2 separate regions of the Callithrix jacchus genome follow, and region 2 is linked to region 1. Evidence: chromatin contacts called from public Hi-C data. All regions are on one chromosome and are shown on one strand. Each heading gives the region's core, a stretch centred on a gene start, on an enhancer-like site or on the middle of the called end of the contact. The rest is flanking DNA. Distances are from core to core; before and after follow the strand shown. Region 1 overlaps BCOR (BCL6 corepressor). Region 2 has its middle 88 kb from the start of BCOR.

Region 1 (4,876 bases), core at 1,911-4,410:
AGACGGTGAGGGAGTCGAGCGAGCGCGTCGCCGCGAGCGGGCTGCGGGCAGCCAGGGACCGCAAACTTTGCTGCTCGCCGCGCTTCTCCGGTCCGGCTCCTTCTCCGTTCGTTAACGTCGCCAACCCCCCACCCCTCATACCTCTCTCCACCCACCCAACCGACCCCCGCTCCTCCTCGCCGCCTTGAGTCCGCTCGGGGGAAAACTTCAAAGCGCCGGATCGCAGGCTCCCTGCCTACTCCCCGACCGGGGATTTCAGGTCAGTGCCCGGAACACCTTTTCCCCCGGGAGGCAGCCGACGGGTGGGCTGGTGGGCGGGCGCGCGGAGGGCTGCAGTCGGCCCCCTCCCCCGGGGCCCCCGCCCGCCGCCTACCTCGCGAAGCTTTTGCCTCGCGCTTCCCTTTGGCTGCTTTGGTCGCTTTCGTTTTTATTTCATAGCTATAAGTTATTAAAAATGCAGCCAACCTAAGCGGCCCCGCGTGGGCACCAGGGAAGGGAGGGGGCGCGGCTGGGGACCTGGCGCCTCCGGGGGGGCCGGGAGGAGAGCAGGGAGTTCGCGGAGTGGAAGTTTGCAGCCTGTGTGTGTCTGTGCGCGGGAGCGCGGTCGCCGCTGAGCGCCGCGAGTCGGGCGGAGGGGGGGGAGGTGGGCTGGAAGCTGGGAAGCTGGGTTCGGCGTTAGCTCGCGAGCAGGAAGGGGAGGGCGGCGGGTTGTCGTCTGCTTTCTTTTTCGACTCGGGAAAGAACTGTAAAAAACCCCAGCCGCCGCCTTGTCTCGCCTCTCCGGGGCCGGTCGTTCCTCCAAGTGGAACGACGGCGTGTGCGTGCGCGAGGGTGTGTGGCGGGTGCCTCCAGCCGAGCCGAGCTCGACCTGCCGTCGCTGCCGCGCAACTCGGAAGGGGAGTCTCGTTTTTTCTCGGCTTGCCCCAAAGCGCGAATCACATGGATTTAAAAAAAAAAAAAAACTACTAAGAATTCTAGGAGAGCCAGGGGTTCCGACTTGGCCCGCCCGCCAGCCAGGTCAGACGCTTTGTTTTGTAAATGTTCTTTTAAGATTAAAATCTGTGACCCCCTCCCCCTTCCTCCCTCCTCTCTCTCCCCGACGTTCCGGGTAAGTTTTAAGTTCTCAACCCCCAGGGGTGGGTGTAGAATGTGCCTCTGCGGGGGCAGCGGCGCAGAGGGAGGGCGGGGGCAGGCGAGACCCGGGCCCTCCGCTGGGCGATGGGGAGTCTGGTGGGTAGCCCTGATGGGCGTGTGAAAATCTGCGGCGGGAGGAAGTTGGTCCCACTCGGAGGACGTGTGGCTCGGAGGCTCCAGGCGAAGAGGAACTTGCGTACCGGGGCACGATCCTCAGCCTAGGCGGGGAGGGCAAGGCGCCGCGGAACCCGCGCTCGGAGCCGACGGGCGGCTGTTCTGCAGTGCCTCCGACAACTCGGGGGCTCGCGGCGGCGGCGACGAGCGCCTGGTGTTTATTGAACGAGCCTTGGGGCGCCGTGTGCGGAGTAGGGCGGCGGGAGGCACCCGTGGTCCCGGCGGGCTTCCCGCCGCTCGCACGCTCTAGTGGGCACGTCCCGGGGTCCCGGAGACGGACGAGTCTGGCGTCGTGTGTAGGCCGTGGCCGGGAGAGGCATAATTTGCTGTTAATGAATCTTTTCCAGAAAGTCCGCGATCTCCAGCTAGATGCTGTGAGTGCTCGCGCGCCACGGCGCGCGCCTCCGGCGTCTGGAGGGTGGGGGTGGGGGAAATGGAAGAGCGAAGAAGGAAGGAGGAGGGTTATGTGTATTTAGAAACAAACCTTAAAAAGAAACCAGCGCGCTTCAAATAGGTATTCGCACAGCCTTGCTGCGTCTAGACTAGACAGCTCGGGGTTTTAGCTGTGTCCCCCCCCACTTTTTTCGTTTTGAGAAGAGGCTAGGGGAGGGGTAGTGTGGTATTTGGTTCTAGGGGTAGTCTCTTGGAGAAAGATCCTTAAAATGGCCTGGGAGTAAAAACGCGGAGGAAGTGGCCCACCCCAGAGGATGGTGGGTGGTGGGTGGTGAGTGCAGACAGACTTGGGTGTATTTCTAGCCATCTGACACTTCCTGTGGTACTGGAAACGGACACCGCGGGCCGAAGTCAGTCCTTACGAAGTGTTGGGTTCGGTTTTGCCAACAGAATTGCTTGCGTGGAAGGCATTTAAATTGTCAGCCTCAAAGACTCCTGTACGTGGACACTTAGGGAATACGCTCGCTTCTCGACTCTTCCCACTCTACCCTCGACCTGTTATCTGGTCTGGGTTTTGCAGTGTTGGTTTTCGTGTTTATTTTGGGCACGGTTTTAGCGGGTAGAGCAACGAGGGGAGGCGATGATTAATATGCCGTCCAGGTTTAATCCGAGGCTGGCTTTCGGTGTGCGGGTATACACTGCCACGCACGCCAATTGCCTTGGGGTGTTTAGGGGAACGCGGTTTCGGGCGCCAGGCGCCGGGCCGGCAAGTTGGTGCTGGGGCTCGGCTGGCCCCAGCGCTGTCCTTTGAGGCGCTGTCACCAGTAGGTGACTGAGAGTTAATTAGGAAGTGTTCTCCGGATCAATGGGCTGCACAGCTCATTAGCGATTCTCTCCAGCCCTTTGCAGGGCAGTTCTGGCCCTCCGCCTCCCACACAGGCCGGGGCCCCGCCGTCCCGGCCGCGGAAAGCGCCGCTGGGAAGTGGGGAGGGGCCGGTTGCGAGGGACGGCGGGGAGGCGAGTGTAACTTCGCGGGGCGGCGCGTTGCGTGCGGCGCCTCGAGGCCCGTGCAGCCCGCTCTTTCTTCTTGCCGGCGGTCGCCTCCACTGTGTCTTTAACTCGCTCCCGCTCGCGTCGCTGCCTGGCTGCTCCTCCCCGCCTCCCTCGCCTATCTCTTGTTCTCTAAGCACGACGCCTGTGCTCCCCGCCCAGTTTGGGATTAGACAAGATAAAAATAGGACTGCCCAGTGTGCGGAGCTGTGACTGTGCCCCGGCAGCCGGGCTGGTGGGAGCGCGGGGGGCCAGGGCCGGGGAGGACCCGTGGTGCGCTCCGGGCGGCCAGCGCCTGTGGGTCCCCTACCCACACCCCGCAGGCGCAGTCACGCTCCCTGGGTTCTGTCCGCCGTGAACCGTGCGGGAACCGTGCGGGCCGGGGGACCTCGTCAGGGTCTCCGTGCTCTCGCGGGTGTTGTTGGTGTGCCGGTGATAGATCGGTCTAGACAGGCATGCAGGCTCCCTCTCGGCTGAAGGACTGGGGGTGGGGGGGCGCGGAGACGGCAGCAGACTCCGTGAGCTGCGAGTAAGCTAGCTAGCCTGCGGGCCCAGCGTGCTGGGTGGAGGAAAGGCTGTGGGGGTTTCTCTTAACCCTTTGAAGGCCATGGTGGGGTAGTGTAATAGGGAAAGGGGAGCAAAGAGCCTAGTAGAAATTCCTAAAGGCAGAGTAGCTCTCGGTGGGAAGGAGGTGTGAGTCTGGGCCTAGGGTTTTCCTTTCTCTTCTTGTGTGTGCACGGTCACATCCTGGTGCATCGGGCTCGATTCTTCCACAAACCAAACGCAGCTTCTAGACGATCTAGTTTGACCAGGTAGTTCTCAGTCCGGGAGCTGTGAACACACACAATGAACCCCCTCACTTAAAGAACTGACTTTGGAAGACAGATGTAGACTCAATGTTCCCAAAGAGAATTCATGCGGGTGTTCAAGGACGGGAAGGTCTGCACAGAGCTGTAGGTGGGTGGGGCCTCTGACCATGACTACTGCAGACCGAGGATCTGAGCCTGAAGTGCCCCGCCACCATGTACAGGTATGCGTTGAAGACAGCAACGAGTCTTTGAGTTGTCTCTATATAGACACACTTTTAACCATGAACTTGTGGGGAGTTAGGGATGTGCAAGTAGACGGCCTCCAAAGAGGAGTTGGACACTGATGTGTTATGAGATCCATCATTTGTATACATATATTAGGGGTTATTATTAAATAGGTCTAAAATTTTAATACACTTCTGCAAAAATTTGTCTAGTTCTTTCTAGAGCTCGAAATGGGTGGATGAGTTACCCACCCATAAATAACTCATTACTAACATTCCAGTCTCCTCCTTCCTTTAAGAGTTTGTGGTCTTAAGGGATCCTCTATTTACATTTCAGCTGCAAACCCATATTGGTCTGGCCTAGGAAAGAGCCACTTTATAGGCAAAGCCAGAAGAATGGCAGTAGTAGGAATGCTCAGATTAAGATGTGCGCCTGAATGACATGTGCTGAGACAAATCAAGACACTTGGGCTCCGATGCCCAAATGGAACAAGAGATACATAAGAGATAAAGAACTGGCCGAGGGGAATGTAAACATGGGTATGCAAATACAGAGATGTATAGCGAGAATTCGGAGAGAAAAATCCCAGACTTCGTTGAGCTGGAAACTGGGGCAGAATTTCTGTAACTGCGTTCCAGAGACAATAGCCCATTTAAAGGTGTGAAGAGGGTCACTTGGAAACACAAAAAGCATTCATATGCATACATCCATGCTTAGATACACAGGCTGAATGACAAACGCTCCTCCAGGCCTCCCGAAGACTTTACTGCCGAATGACTGAGACCGACTTGGGTACGGAAGAGTGGACCACACCACCACATTCACACACTTAATTCACAGGGAAATAATGTGTCTTTGGCCTGAAGGAAACTGAGGGCCAAGCTAGCAGCCTAAAGGGTGGATGGTGTGCAGTGAGCTAGGATTACTTCTCGTTATAGTTTCTTTCCCTTCTAGGGGTGAGGTGGAGCGGGCAGCGGGTTGGTGATGAGCAGGTAGGAGGCTTTCTGAAGAGACTTTGAGTTCCTGACCTGGAGTGGCTGGATCGTATAGGCACCCGGGAAGTAGCTTTCCACTTTGTGATCACGAGGAAT
Region 2 (4,900 bases), core at 270-2,769, 170 kb before region 1:
TGTAGCAAAAAACCAGGCCTGCCAGCAGCCGCATGAGTGAACCTGGACGTGGATTTTTCCCTGGCTGAGCCTCAGAAGATCGCACCCCTGGAACACACCCTGATTAGTCTCCTAAAAGACCTGAGCCAGAACCACCCAGCTAAGTTGCTCCCAGATTCCTGACCTACAGAAACCGTGTGAGATAATAAATGTCTGTTGTTTTCAGCCATTACATTTTGGGGGTAACTTGTTACACAGCGATGGATAAAATGCATGGTAACGTCAATAGCACAATTTTATTTTAAAATAACCCTATTTTCCAAAACAAACCGACAAACAAGTTTCAGGAGAAAAGAGGCATCGTTTTACGTTTTTGCAAACCTCTTCAATATCTGGCCTAATCGAAGACAGCTGCTTCCTCATAGTGGCTTGGGCACCCACTGTGTTGTGATATGTTGTTTTTGTTGAAGAAAATCCAGCCTAATGGAGCTTTGCAGTTAGAAAAGAACAGTCTGAAAAGGGCTCAGGGAACCGCAGGGATCCTCAGACCACACTTTGGGAACTGCTGACCTAGACAATCATAGACCCCAAAAGATTCTAATTCTAGGGCCCTCACTTCCAATCTTGGTTTCCTGTTTGGGACCTTTGCCATTTCTCCAGGTGCCCGAGCGACTTAGTGGTGCCGGAGGCCACCCAGGAGGTCTGGCACCCCTTCCAAAGGGGATAAGGTCCTCCGAGGCCTAAAAGCAGAAGACCCTGATGAACTAACTCCCAGTCTTGGCTGTGTCATGCCCAAGATGTCACACAGAGTGGAGAGGATGCCTCTGACACCCAAGGTAAAAGTTGGGGCATCTGGAGCTGGGGAGGGCAGAGGGGCTTGTTCTCTGCACGGTGAAAGCTTCTGGGACACTGGGGTTTGCCAGATCCATGGGGATTTCCCCTTCTCCTCCCCTTTCCTGCGCGTGTCCCACTACCCTCACCCCCCCGTGAAGTTTAGGGCCTGTTTTCAGCCCAAGCCGGTCTAATTTTCGCTGCCTAGCTGGTCAGAAAAACGCACGCAGCTGTAGCAAAGCATAAAAATAGCTTCCTCCGTGACCAATTTCTTCCCACTTCCCTTTCTCTCTCTCCATGCTCGCCTCCCCGTCCCCACCTTCTGTGGAAGCAGGAAGGTCCCTGGAGAGTGCCAGCACTACTGAGACAAGCCATGCGCCCCGGCTTCCCTCCCAAGCAACACATGTTCCTGGTTCTATTTTACCCTGGCCCCCCGCAGGTTCGCACAGGCTTCCCTGGGGACCGGGCGTTGTCAGATGGGTCCCCGCAGGCCCAGCGTCCGTCCACCTCGCTGGGCAGACTTTCTCTCCAGCGCACAGCGCCCCAGACATCTGCGCGCCAGGTGCCTGCCAGCGGCACGCGGGTCTGGGGTCCCAGCCTCGCCCGGAGCCAGCCAAAGGCCTGCCCGCGAGCGATCCGGATCTTCTGGCACCTTAGAGGTTAAATGGGAAGCCTCCAGCTGGAAGGAAAAAACGCCCCGATGCTATGCGCGGAGGCTCCAGGCGGTGTCCCCAGCGTCCCGGGCTTCCTCCGCGCAGGGCGGCTGTGCGTCCTGGAGGCGTCCGCGGCAGAAGATGGAATCCAAAAGTGGGAATTCGTCTTTCTAGTTTTGAAGCAGGAGCAGACAATCAAACCTGCAGCAGCTCAGCTCCCCAACGCGAAGGTCTAGCCAGCCTTAGGCGGGGAAGCGTTTCTAGAAATGTCTACGCCCGGAGCCACCAGCGGGAACCAGGAACGCGGGGTATGGCCCGGACCTGCCCGGCTTCTCTTCCCTGAGCCTTTGGGACCATGCCGGAGAGAGGACAGGCCACCTATCGCATTTCAGGAGTGGCTTGTAGGGTTCAAGGGCCGTTTGCCTCCCTCTACTGCAGTTTGGAAACAGAATAAAGCGCCCTAGCAAAGCCTGGCGAACTTGTCCAAACCACACAAAAGTTCAAACCACAGAAACTCCAACTGGGCACCGAGCTCAGGGCTGGATTTATCTGTCCCCAGAGGGCTTTGCTCTGCCTCGCAATTGATTAGGGCTCCTGAAAACCATTGAAACAATTTGTCTCGCCCACCCAGCCTCAAGCCCCTGACGGACTGGAGTGGAGCCTGGATTGTTCTGGCAGCCAACCCCAGCCCAGATTCCACCCAGCTTGGCGGCGCCCAGGGCCACCTGCCCGGCTCCACACTCCACAAAGGGTCCCCATTTTGTGGTAGGAAATAGAATGGCAGAGAGCAAGAGGGTGAGAGACGGGGAGATGAGGGATTTGGATCTACGAGGGGACAGAAGCATTGTGTCCACTGAACAGGGTGGGGGGCTTTCCAGGAGCCCCCTTTACTTTCACGCACTCTCTCCAATTCTGCGTTCCACTCCTTTCTCTGCACCCGGAGCCCTGCAGCACGGGTGGCCCAGTCCTCAAGCCCAGCCTTGCCTTTTGAACTTCTTCCCAAGCAGCCTGTCCCTGTAGAATTTACATACTCTCAGTTGTTTTCTGTGGAAACTCTTAACTTAGGAGGCCAATGCCACGGCCATGAGAACATTCTTCACCACAGAAAGCAAGATCCTTTTGTCCACCTGTTCTTCAAATCTGATCGGAGGGGAAGGAAAGGTTTTGTAAATAATCTTGTGGAGATTTCACTGGGAGGAGTCAGGAATTAAAGAGTGTGCTTTTTTTTTTTTTGAGACGAGCCTTGATTTGTCGCCCAGGCTGGAGTGCAGTGGCACAATCTCCACTCACTGCAATCTCCGCTTCCTGAGTTCAAGTGATTCTCCTGCCTCAGCCTCCTGAGCAGCTGCGATTAGAGGCGCACATCACCACGCACAGCTAATTTTTTTTTTTTTTTTTTTTTTGAGACGGAGTTTCCCTCTTGTTACCCAGGCTGGAGTGCAATGGCACGATCTCGGCTCACCGCAACCTCCGCCTCCTGGGTTCAAGCAATTCTCCCGCCTCAGCCTCCTGAGTAGCTGGGATTACAGGCACACGCCACCGTGCCCAGCTAATTTTTTGTATTTTTAGTAGAGACGGGGTTTCACCATGTTGACCAGGATGGTCTCGATCTCTTGACTTCGTGATCCACCCACCTCGGCCTCCCAAAGTGCAATTTTTTTTTTTTTTTTTTTTTGAGACAGAGTCTCACTCTGTTGCCCAGGCTGGAGGACAGTAGCACGATCTCACCTCACTGCAACTTCCGCCTCTCGGATTCAAGCAATTCTCCTGCCTCAGCCTCCTGAGTAGCTGGGGCTACAGGCACATGATACCATGCCTCTGACACCCAAGGTAATTTTTGTATTTTTATTATAGACAGGGTTTCACTATATTGGCCAGGCTGGTCTCAAACTCTTGGCCTTAACTCATCTGCCTGCCTCAGCCTCCCAAAGTGCTGGGATTATAGGCACGAGTTACTGCGCCCAGCTAATGTTTGTATTATTAGTAGAGATGGGGTTTCACCATGTTGGCCAGGCTGGTCTCAAACTCAAGTGATCCGCCCACCTCAGCCTCCCAAAGTGCTGGGATCACAGGCGTGAGCCACCACACCCAGCCTAAACGGTGTGCTTTAACATGAATTAATAGTGATCATGGTGGAGCACAGTCACAGACAGGGGAGGATCTCTGGCAGCTGACCTTCTGGGCTCACACCACGAAGTCCATCATCCTTCCCAGCTGCCTGTGCCATGCCTGTGGTGCCAGTCATTGCTCTAGTGGTAGGCAGGAAGGCAGAATTCCCCCAAATAAGTACAAGGACCTGATGAGCCTTTGAAATCAGGCGACCCACCCAAAGAACCTGAATTCTTTCACGTTGTTTCCTGCCCCAGCAACTCTATGTAAAGCAACTGGCTGAGAGCTTGTACAAATTAGGGTGGCTTGTCACAGGGTTTCTATCACATTTAGTCACCTCTGAAAAAAGATACCCATTTTTGGAAAACACCTAGCATACATAAAGGACTTTACCATCTTGTTTCATTGCATCAATAATCTTGTGAGCAAATGGGGTTACCCCGATAGCAGTTGGAGTTCAATTGCAGGAAAGGGAGAACCTCTCCAGCTATTTTTTCTTTTCTTTTTTTTTGAGACGGAGTTTCACTCTTGTTGCTCAGGCAGCAGTGCAATGGCATGATCTTGGCTCACTGCAACCTCCACCTCCTGGGTTCAAGTGAGTCTCCTGCCTCAGCCTCCTGAGTAGCTGGGATTACATGCATGCACCACCACACCCGACTAATTTTTGTATTTTTAGTAGGTACTGGGTTTTGCCATGTTGGCCAGGCTGATCTCCAACTACTGACTTCGTGATCCGCCCACCTTGGCCTCCCAAAGTACTGGGATTACAGGCATGAGCCACCGCACTCGGCCAAACCTCTCCAGGTATTTTAAGCAAGATGAGATTTAACACAGGAAATTAGGTGCTGACAAAATTATTGGCAGGGTGCAGGGAGCAGTCTCTGGGCTCCCCAAACAACCCCGCTGAACTGGTCCACCAAGATTGCTGCCATCTCTGCCACTATCAGAAAGGTGGGGTGCAAGGGAGCCCACCTCGGGAAATGTGAATTTCCTGAGTATATACCATAGCTGCGATCCAAACATCAGGAAGCCACTGCCCCGCAACCCCTCTCAACACCCACAAAGCTGGCAACCGAGGAAACACTAGAATGTTGTTTCACACACACACACGCGCACGCCCCTCCAGCAGGTACCGCCAGAGCAGCACGCAAGAATGTAGTCTCTGCCTCACATCTGCCATCCTAATCTCACATGAGTGCATCTAACTGGTAAAACTGAGTTCTCATCCATAGTCTCAGCTGCAAAGGTATCTGGGAAATGCAGTTTTTAGCCTTCCAGTCTCTGCAGTCGGCGGGGGCACCATAGGAAGGGAGGCTGAGTACCTGCCA

The links. Hi-C and Micro-C count contacts between places; a contact is called where the count stands out from the background.
Region 2: a contact with region 1 is called in a Hi-C map of skeletal muscle, with 4 times the contacts expected there. The contact joins two enhancer-like sites. A contact is called at or near these places in 2 of 3 Hi-C or Micro-C datasets (induced pluripotent stem cells and skeletal muscle).

Annotation. Positions count from the first base shown.
Region 1 is chrX:40,942,900-40,947,775 of calJac240_pri, reverse strand. All of the region lies in intron 1 of BCOR (BCL6 corepressor), which reads left to right. Among named protein-coding and RNA genes, the nearest start is that of BCOR, 83 kb to the left of the region's middle. Within about 2 kb of position 3,160, at least 5 of the 16 cell types and tissues checked have an H3K27ac peak or open chromatin away from gene starts, as enhancers often do. A contact at or near this core is called in skeletal muscle, where this site is marked.
Region 2 is chrX:41,113,625-41,118,524 of calJac240_pri, reverse strand. No RefSeq gene overlaps it. Among named protein-coding and RNA genes, the nearest start is that of BCOR, 88 kb to the right of the region's middle. Within about 2 kb of position 1,519, at least 8 of the 16 cell types and tissues checked have an H3K27ac peak or open chromatin away from gene starts, as enhancers often do. A contact at or near this core is called in skeletal muscle, where this site is marked.